Regions from separate parts of the Oryctolagus cuniculus genome. Here region 2 is linked to region 1. Evidence: chromatin contacts called from public Micro-C data. All regions are on one chromosome and are shown on one strand. The core of a region is the stretch at or near the end of the contact, and the rest is flanking DNA. Distances in the headings are between cores, read along the strand shown. Region 1 holds the start of C7H1orf216 (chromosome 7 C1orf216 homolog). Region 2 holds the start of TFAP2E (transcription factor AP-2 epsilon).

What was found. A called contact is a pair of places that touch in the nucleus more often than the background predicts.
Region 2: a contact with region 1 is called in a Micro-C map of ear pinna, with 5 times the contacts expected there. The contact joins the promoter of TFAP2E here to the promoter of C7H1orf216 in region 1. A contact is called at or near these places in 3 of 6 Hi-C or Micro-C datasets (ear pinna, psoas muscle and an unstated tissue).

What each region holds. Positions count from the first base shown.
Region 1 is chr7:136,912,732-136,918,006 of mOryCun1.1, forward strand. It overlaps C7H1orf216 (chromosome 7 C1orf216 homolog), which reads left to right and starts at 1,557. Exons shown (of 2, transcript XM_002720692.5): 1 at 1,557-1,807; 2 at 4,419-5,275. The coding sequence starts at 4,424. The coding sequence ends at 5,098.
Region 2 is chr7:137,041,519-137,046,346 of mOryCun1.1, forward strand. TFAP2E (transcription factor AP-2 epsilon) reads right to left here and starts at 2,821. Exons shown (of 7, transcript XM_051832042.2): 1 at 2,482-2,821; 2 at 1,734-2,210; 3 at 1,148-1,199. The coding sequence starts at 2,508.

The sequences.
Region 1 (5,275 bases), core at 307-2,806:
CCTTAGGGCCTGGGTATGAATGGGGCTGAAGTCACCACCTATATTCTCTTAGCTGTTACCCAAACTTTGACTTTTGCCTTCTATCCCCTATTCTGTTTTAAAATCGCAGTTGTTGTGATCATAATTTTTTCTCTCCAGTTCCCCTGCTTTTGCATGTAGGTTTGTTGGTGTGGTGCGATGTGCCATCGGGTCTCCAGGTTGTAGAATGGTGAGTCAGAATCACGTGGGAACCGGAAGAGGATGCTTCATAGGGTCAGAAATGACTCTGTTCTCTAATTGCAAACTGAGCTCTCTACACACGTACTACAAGGAGGAAGGGAGTGACAGGGATCAGGGTCAGTGAGTGGAACTCTGACAAGCTACTCCAGCTTGGGACCGAGGACTTTCTTATCCAGTTACATCTGTGCACATGGGCAACTGCACAGGAACCCACTGTGCAGGCGCCACGGAGGGCGTCTGTGCCTAGCAGGAATTCTCTGCAACCTGAGCTCTGTCCCAGGGGACTCTTTCTATTTTTTTTTTAAAGATTTATTTATTTATTTGAAAGTTAGAGTTACACAGAGAGAGAAGGAGAGGCAGAGAGAGAGAGAGAGTGTGTGTGTGTCTTTCATTCCTGCTTCATTCCCCAAGTTGCTGCAATGGCCAGAGCTGCACAGATCTGAAGCCAGGAGCCAGGAGCTTCCTCCGGGTCTCCCACGTGGGTACAGGGGCCCAGGACTTGGGCTATCTTCTACTGCTTTCCCAGGTCATAGCAGAGAGCTAGATCAGAAGTGGAGCAGCGGAGACTCGAACCAACACCTATATGGGATGCCGGCATTGCAGGCGGTGGCTTTACCCAATACGCCACAGCATATTAAAAAAAAAAAAAAAAAAAAAAAAAAAAAGTAGCCTTCAGTCTGGCTTTGTGGCGCAGTGGGGTAAGCCCAGGCCTGCAATGCCAAGATCCATAGGAAGGCTGGCGGAGTCCCTGCTGCTCCACTTCAAATCAGGCTCCCTGCTAATGTACCTGGGAAAGCAGCAAAGGACGTCCCAAGGGCTTGGACCCCTGCCACTCAAGTGGCAGACCCAAATAGAGTTTCAGGCTCCTGGCTCCACCATTGTGGCCACGGCCATTTGGGGGCTGGATCTCTTCTCTCCCTCTCTGGAACTCTGCCTTTCAAATACATAAATAATTTTTTATATGGGGCGTGCACTTTTTAAATTTTTTTTTAATTTATTTGACAGAATGATAGTGAGAGACAGAAAGGTCTTCCTTCCGTTGGTTCACTCCCCAAATGGCCGCTGAGGCCCCTAAATAATTTTTTAAAGTAGCTTTCATTAATGATGAATCAGATGTGCACACAATTAATATAAAATTCCAGATTTTGATCAAAGGAACATAAGTGCTCTGAGATGATACAAAGCGGGGGACCAGTCTTGTCTCGGGGATCACAGAAGGTTTCTCAGATCTGAAATGTGGGGAAGCCTAGCCAGGAGACAACATTTCAGGCAGAGGCTGCGGTGCGTGCCACAGCCTCGAGGAAGGAGGGGCCCAGCGAGCGCCGTTAGGCGACAGCCAGACCTGGAAGGCCTGGCCTTGAGCAGCCGGCGCGGGGGAGGCGGCTGCGGCGCAGGGGCCCCGCGCAAGGCTCCCACGCAGAACCGAACCGGCCCACGTGGGCCGCCCCAACCCCGCCCCGCCGCGCAGACGCCGCCAGCAGCCGCAGTCCGGGCCCGGGCCGCGGGAAAGCCCGGGCGAGACACCCCCAGGCCGAGCGGGGCGCGCCGGAACCAGAGCCAGCTGCGCCGGAGCGGGCGCCTCCAGGCCGTGAGTCCGGGCCGAGGGGGAGGACTGGGGGCCCCGCCGCGGGGGCCGGGGGCTGGGGGCTGCAGCCCGCGCCCAGCGGCCCCTCCGCGGAGCTCTGCGGGGACGGCCTCTGCCCTATTCCCCGGGGGACGTCTCCGGCAGCGCCAGGAAGGAAGGGCGGCCGCCGCTGCTCCCGGCCCTGGCAAATTGCGGATTAACTGGGGGTGGGGCCGGGGTCTGATCCCCATTTTACTATCGCTGAGAACCCAGGATCCTCAGCGCCACCACCAGCCCATTCCAGCCTGCTTAGGAAAAAGACTCGGGGGAGGCTCCAGGCACCTAAGTGCACACTTTGGTGGGAGGCCTGGGGGTCCGCAGGTCACCGCGGGAATCGTTCCCACTGGATCCTTCCAGGCCTTCTGCCCTCTCCCAACTGTGGGAAGAGCCTGTGCCACCTTAGGGGTCCCCCTGGGGCCTGCTGCCCTTACCTTGTACCCCTTAGTGACCCTCCGGTTTCCCTGTCCTGGGAGTAAGTGTGTGGTCGTGGTCGGGAGAAACCTCTTCTCAGTTCAGACCGGGATTTTGGTGGAAGCCCTGCTAGGAAGAGGGATGCCCTTTGCACTCCCTCCTGGAACTCCGGATGGGGCAAACTAGGGCCAGGATGCAGGTGGTGGGGGAAGAGGGATGGCGCATCGGGCGTGGCACCTCAGTGCTTGCTCCAGGAGCGTGATGGGGGGAGCTGGAGGAAGGCATGAGGAACTGTGTTTACATTTATTAAGGGCGGGGCAGATGGAGGGGGGATTCTCAGGCAGGCCTCAGAGCATTTGCCGGGTGGAGAGGGAGGAGCTTAGAGGGGAAGGGAGAGGCAGGCACTGCAGGCCAGAGCCATAGTGGAGCGCAACAATAGTGGATCTTGAGCTCCTGGAGCAGTCGGATGTGATGGGAGGCAGGGTGCGGGTGCTCAGGGCCATTAGGCCATGTAGATCTTTAAGAGGAGTTCAGGAACAGTACTCACTCAATTTTTAAATTTGCATTTTAAAATTCATTTATTTATGGGGCTGGCATTGTGGCATAGCGGGTAAAGCCACCGCCTGCAGTGCCAGCATCCCATATGGGCGCTGGTTTGAGACCCGGCTGCTCCACTTCCAATCCAGCTCTCTGCTGTGGCCTGGGAAAGCAGTGGAAGATGGCCCAAGGCCTTGGGCCCCTGCACCCTCATGGGTGACCTGGAAGAAGCTCCTGGCTCCTGGCTTCAGATTGCCACAGCTCCGGCCATTGCAGCCATCTGGGGAGTGAACCAGCGGATGGAAGGTGTCTCTCTCTCTCTCTCTCTCTAACTCTGCCTTTCAAATAATTAAATAAATCTTTTTTAAAAAATTCATTTATTTATTTGAAAGGCAGTGACATGGCCGGCGCCGCGGCTCACTAGGCTAATCCTCTGCCTGCGGTGCCGGCACACCGGGTTCTAGTCCCGGTCGGGGCGCCGGATTCTGTCCCGGTTGCCCCTCTTCCAGGCCAGCTCTCTGCTGTGGCCAGGGAGTGCAGTGGAGGATGGCCCAGGTGCTTGGGCCCTGCACCCCATGGAAGACCAGGAGAAGCACCTGGCTCCTGCCATCAGATCAGTGCGGTGCGCCGGCCGTGGCGGCCATTGGAGGGTGAACCAACGGCAAAAGGAAGACCTTTCTCTCTGTCTCTCTCTCTCACTGTCCACTCTGCCTGTCCAAAAAAAAAAAAAAAAAAAAAAGTCAGTGACAGAGAGAAGAGAGAAATACCAATCTTCTGTCTACTAGTTCACTCTCCAAATGGCTGCAACAGCCAGGGCTGGGCCAAGCTGAAGCCTGGAGCCAGGAACTCCATCCTGGTCCCTATGTGAGTGGTAGGGGCCCAAGTACTTGGGCCATCTTCCACGGCCTTCCCAGATGCATTAACAGGAAACTGGATTGGAAGTAGAGCAGCTGGGACTTGAACCAGCTTTCTGATATGGGATGCCAGCATTGCCACAACAGCTTCACCTGCTGTGCAACCACGTTGAGCCCCCAAATTTACATGTTTAGCCACAGGAAGAGAGATTAGTGAAAAGGCTGTGGCACTAGTCCAGGTAAAAAATGGCCTGAGCCAAACGAAATTGAAGAGGAAGAATTGTCTGAATTTGGTGATTGATAAGAGATGAGGGACGGAAGGAAAATGCTTATTCCAGGATGCTTCCGGGCTCTGGCTGGGGTGGCTGAACAGGGAGCAGAGCCGTCTTGCTGAGGACACGAAGATGGGAGCTGGCTGGGACTGGGAGATTTCCAGGGGCCTGTGGGTGGCTGCAGGGCTGGGTAACAGTTGGATCTGGGCTGGAGACAGATTGGAGAGTTACCAGCATATGATGATTCCCAAAGCTGCAGCCCACAGCCGGGTCATCTGGGGAGAAGCGTGTAGAACGAAAAGGCAGCCTGCCTCGGAGCGCTGAAAAACACGCTGTGCAGGCTACTGCAAAGGAGCAGTGAGGGAGGTGGGGACCAGCAGGGGCAGTGCGAGCCCAGCCAAGGGGAGGGGATGACAAGGAGCTGCCAGGCGTGTGCCTGCTGCCCTGTGGCCAGGCTGCTGTGGCTCTGTCCTGTGTGACTCTTCTGCTTCCCCTTTGCAGACCAGATGTTCGCCATGGAGCCAGGGCTAGCTGAGGGGGGCCCGTTCCTGGGGGGCCCGCCCCCCGGAGTATGCCAGCCCCAACCAGACAGCAACTCCAACTTCATGGCAAATCCCAGGGACGCCAATGAGAACTGGCACGGGATGCCAGGCACCGTGGAGCCCGTCCTGAGGAGGAGCTCCCCCGAGCAGCCCTCCAACAACCAGGCTCCCAGAGCCCCCGAGGAGGGCGTCCGCAGCCCCCCGGAGGGAGCAGAGATTCCCGGGGTTGAGCCTGAGAAGATGGGGGGCACCAGCACACTCTGCTCCCCTCTGGAGGACAACGGCTATACCAGCAGCTCCCTGAGTATCGACAGCCGCAGCAGCAGTCCTGAGTCTGCCTGTGGGACCCCTCGAGGCCTGGGCCCCCCGGATCCTCTTCTGCCCTCCGTGGCCCAGGCTGTGCAACAGCTGCAGGCTCAGGAGCGCTATAAAGAGCGGGAGAAGGAGAAGCACCATGTGCACCTGGTGATGTACCGGCGCCTGGCACTGCTCCAGTGGATCCGGGGCCTGCAGCACCAGCTGGTTGACCAGCAGGCCCGGCTGCAGGACAGCTTCGATACCATCTTAGACAATCGCAAGGAGCTTATCCGGCGTTTCCAGCAGAAGGCAGCACCATCTAGGCCCCAGGACCAGGGCTAAGGCTGTGCCCCCACAAGTGTGCGAGGGTATATATGTGTATGTTTGCAGGCATGTGTGTGGCTGTGCACAAATAAGTATATGATTATTTGCTAGCTTGAGTGCGGGTAAGCATAATGAATGAGTGTGTATGTGCTAACATAAAAACGGGTGTGTGCAGGTATGTGTGAATGAGCTTGA
Region 2 (4,828 bases), core at 1,571-4,070, 130 kb after region 1:
CAATTTGCAGACACCCTCCCCACCACACCCCCACCCAAGTTCAGGGCACCCTGTCCCTTCATCCACCTACTCCAACCTCCAGGCCTTTCAGCCACCTCCCAGCCGCTGCCCCCCCCCCCCACCCTGAGCCTCCCCGGAGAGCAGGTGGAGGGCAAACAGCCTGGGCTTGAATTCACTTGTTTGAAAGCACTGGCCGCGGGGCTCTGGTGGGCTTGGAATCCCCTCTTGCACGGACCCAGAGCTAGGGAGCTGGCCCACTTCCCGGGGCCCTTTCTGAGTCTGTGCCCCTTCCTGTCTCTGTGTGTCTCTCCTTTCCCAGGGAACCACAAGAACTTGGTCCTTGGGGGAAAATCCACTCGGTGGGTCTCTCACCCTGGCTTTTGCAAAGGTAAACACCCCTGGAAATACACAGGGAGGGACCTCACGTTTGTAGACGCCCTCAAAGAACACATTCCAGGTCACACGGAGAACCTTCACGCACGTGGAGACCCCCAAACACGGAGCAATGTGTCCCAGCACACACAGAGAGCAGCACACACACACTCACATCAGACATCCACGCGCCAGGAAACGCAAAGCCACGCAGGAGAGGAGCATGGAGCCACACGCAGGCCCCTGACGGAGGCCTACAGCAGCAGCCGCCACCCGGCCTCGCGAGCCACACTCTCACACCAGCTTCCCTCCTCCCAAATGGCCAGCAGCTCCGGCTGAGAGCAAACGGCCTGGGGAGATCAGAACACGCGCCCACCCATCAGCCCAGCGGGGCCAAGCTGGCAAGGAACGGGCACAAAGCGATACCAAGGCCCTGTAAGCTGGAAATCGTTTACCCAAACCCACGAGAACAGCGCTCCCGTTCCCACCTCCGAGGACACGCGGAAGTGGCTCAACTCGTTCTGCATCCACAAGAGCGCCCTCCACCCAGAACCGTTAGGCTCAGGCCCACCCGGGCGGCTCGCCCCGGGACCAGCTTGCCAAGCCAAGCCCGCGCCGCTGCCCGCACCTGGCCGGGCCCACAGCCTCGCCGCCCCTTTGCTGGGCTGGAACAAGCTCCCGGCGGCGGCCCCCCGCGGAAAACGTGGGTCCGTGCGTCTGGGGCCTGCGGCGTCTCACCCGGCACTGCCCCCGCGGACGCACAGGCATTCCTTACCTTTTTTGATCACCGACTGGTCCAGGAGGCTCATTCCCGGCTCGTCCACGGCCTGCAAGCAGAAAAGGGCGGCGTGGATCGCGTGGCCATCGCTTCCCAAGCCCGCGCTGCGCCGCATCCCTATGGGCTCTGCCTAATGCGCACCTGCGGCCGCTACGAGCGGGACCGAGAATCGCCGCGCTTCGGCCCCATCTGCGGGCGGGCTGGTGGCCTGGGAACCTCGCCTTAGACGGGCAACTACCGCGCGCCTCTTCGCACCAGGTGTGGCTGCCCCAGCAGCAGCCCGGGCCTGGGCAGGGATGCCCCGTGAGGCTCAACCGCACAGAGGGTAAGGAGGGAAGCAGCCCGGTCCCACCGAGGTATGCCGCCTTCGGGCACTGCTCGCGGACCTGGGGCCGGGCCGCCTGAAGGGCCAGACCCTGTCTAACCCAGGCTGTGGGGCGCATCCTCGGAGTCACGAGGGAAGCAATGCGGGCCCGGAGGAAATTCGGGGGGGCGTTTGCACGGATCGCTGTTTTGGTCCCCAGCCAGGCTGCAGAATCACCACGGCCTGTCCTCTGCACATCCCCAAGCTCTCCGGCCTCACCTGCAGGTCCTCCAGGCCAGGCGGAGCTGCCAGCCCCGGAAGGCCGAGGGGCGCGTCAGCCAGGCCGTGCGCGCCGTCGGCCAGGCCGTGCAGGAGCCTGGGCACAGCGGCGGCGTAGTCGCGGCGCGGGTCGAGGCCCAGGGCCCGGGCAGGCGGCGCCAGCAAGCCGGGCGGCTCATCGTGGGCGCGGGCGGTGGCGCGGGGCGCGGCCCAGGCGGCTTGCGGGGGCTGCGGCTGCGCCAGCGGCGCCAGGCCGCCGTACGGGTCTCCGGCCAGGTGCGGAAAGGCGGCGGCGGCGGCGTCGGGCGCTTGGCCGTAGGGCAGCGGCGGTTGCGGGTAGGGCGGCGGGAAGTAGGGCGGCTGGAAATCGGCGGCGGCCGGCGTGTGACAGAGCGGCGGCGCCGGTCCATAGGCCGCCTGCGGCAGGGACGACAGACGGGCCCCGCCGGCCGCTGCGCCCAGCCCGTCGGGGCGCTCCTGGGGACGGAGAGGGGCGCGTTAGACGACGCAGTGGCACTGAAACGACCAAGCCCGAGGGAGTCCTCCTAAGCTCGCGTGGGCCCCGCTGCCGTCCCTTCTCGGGGGCCCAAGTCCGTCTCAGAATGACCCGCGGGGCGAACGGGCGAGCGCTCTCAGCTGGCGGAGTCTCCGCGGCGCCCGCCCGCCCAGAGTTCGTTGGTGCGGGGACGGGAACCCGTGGAGGGCCTGGCGCTCCGGCTCCTCGACCCCCCGGTGCGGGGCTACTCACCATGGCGGAGTAAGTGTGCACCAGCATGGGGCGGCTGGGGCGCGGGCGCGGGGCGTGGCGGCGGCGGAGCCCTCGCCCGACGGCGAGCGCTGTGGGCAGGCGGCCCGGCCCGCGGGACTCTCGGGGCGGCGGCCAGGTGCACCCGGGCTCAGGGACCCGCAAGCATTCGTTCCTCAGCAGTAGGTGCCCCCGGGCGTATCCATGGAGGCGGGACTGACGGGCGCCGCTCGCACTTGGGGAAAGTCGGCGGGCGGGTGCCCAACGCCCGCCCTTGGCTCTCTGAGAGCAGCCCGCTCCATGCACTCCAGTTATAGTGGCGGGGGCGCGCCGGGCCTCCGGGGGCGCGCATTAAAGAGACAAGCTGTGGCCGCTCTCTCCCTTTTCCCCAGCGACCGCCAAGGAGGAGGTATGGCTTTGGCGAGACCAGCGGGGGTGTGTGTGTGTGGTGGGGGGGAGGCGTGAATTCGACCCCTGCTGGTCTAAGCCGCCTTGTGGGCTCACAGCTGGCAGTTGAGGCTGAGGCTCAGATGCTCTACGTTTTCTACTTCCATGACATCCTTGCCTTTGAGCAAAGCGCCACACTTGGCTGGCCTCAGTTTCATCGTCTGTAAAATGGGCATCCGCCATTTCTCGACCCAGCCCACCGGCCTTGGGATGCGATGGGCCCAGGGGAATGTGGAGGAAGTCCGCAGGCTGCAGACTCAGGCCCCCAGTTCGTGTGCACATGCATGCTGAGGGCCCATCGCGGTCTCCCGGAAGGGTTCCAGATCAGAACTCCTCCGAGGGTGCCCACTTCTTTCAGTACTCACAATGACTTGAGCCAGGATCTGGAAGGAGGTTGGAATCATGGACGGGCCAGAGAGAGTTGCCTGGGGTGGGGTTGGCATGAGGTGCACCTGACAAGGCACCAGGATGTTCCTGGGCTGATTGGGGGTAGCACTGGGATGTCCAGAGGCTGTGGAGGGAATCTGCCGTGACTTAGGCATATGGCTGGGCGCCCGGGGATTGCACTGACATGCACGGGTCCTGTGTTTGTGTGTTGCTAAGGCTGTCAGGTGTGTTCCCCACTTCTGCAGTCCCTCCCTCCTTCTCTCTCCTAAAATCCAACCTTCCTTTCTGGAGAGGCCAAGACAAGAATCCAAGAAAGGAAAATGAGAGGGAGGCTGGGGAGAATGGGCGTGAAGCAGGAAGACGCACAGGTAGTGGTTGTGGCAGCGAAGCACTGATTACATAACGTTGGCTGTTATGTTGGCTGTTTGGGGAGTGAACCAGCAGATGGAAGATTCTCAACCCCCCCCCCCCCAACTCTGTTTTTCAAATAAATAAATAAATAAATAAATAGATTTATTTATTATTTGGAACTGGGCCAGGCTGAAACCAGGAGCCAGGAACTTTTTCTGGGTCTCTGGCTTGGACGCAGGGGCCCACGCACTGGGGCCATCTGCTGCTGCTTTCCCAGGGACATTAGCGGGGAGCTGGATCGGAAGTGGAGACACTGGGACTTGAACCGGTGCCCACAAAGGATGCCAGCCCCAAGGAGTCGTCATTGGGAACTTTCCCCTGGGTGGTGTTGTGGCGCAGATCAAGCCACTGCTTTCAATGCTAGCATCTCATATCGGAGGACAGATTTGAGTCCTGGCTGCTTTGCTTTCCCATCCAGCTCCCTGCTGATGTGCCTGGGAAAGCAGTGGGAGATGGCCCAAGTACCTGGGCCACTGTCACCCCCATGGGGGACCTGGGTGTGGGGTTCTGGGCTCTTGGCTTCAGCTTCAGTTTGGCCCAGCCCCGACCGTAGCAGCCATTTGGGGAAATGAACCAGCAGATGGAAGACCTCCATTTCCCTCTGTGTCTCTACCTTTCAAAGAAATGAGTAACATCTGAGAACTTTGCGGAGACTGAAGTCACCGTGGAGGGTGGTGGGTGAAGCAGGCTTGGCAGCTCGGGCAGCTTCCTGTGCAGTCTGGATCTGAGGCCCGGGTGCGTGCGCGAGTGTGTGTGATTTTCTCAAGCTGCCGGCGAGGCCTCGGTGCCTGGCACGCGGGCTGTTGGGCTCCCCTGGGAGAAGTCCAGGAGGACAGAGGAGGAGGACGTCCTCTCTCCCGTGCTCTCTCCAGCAGGCGTGGGAAGGCCAGAGTGACAGCTGGGACTCTGCCTGGTGGCTTCCTGGGGTTTCTTCTCCCTACTTTCTGCAGCTAAGACACTGGTTTGTTGTCTCACTCCCCTCCTCCCCTCCTCCTACTCTGACCACTGTCTCCTCTCTTCACCCCGTCCTTGACGTCAGTTACTCACTGGCAGAGTAGAAGCGTTTGCCTTTTCTTCCTATCTGTGCCTTCTGAGAGAATCCCTT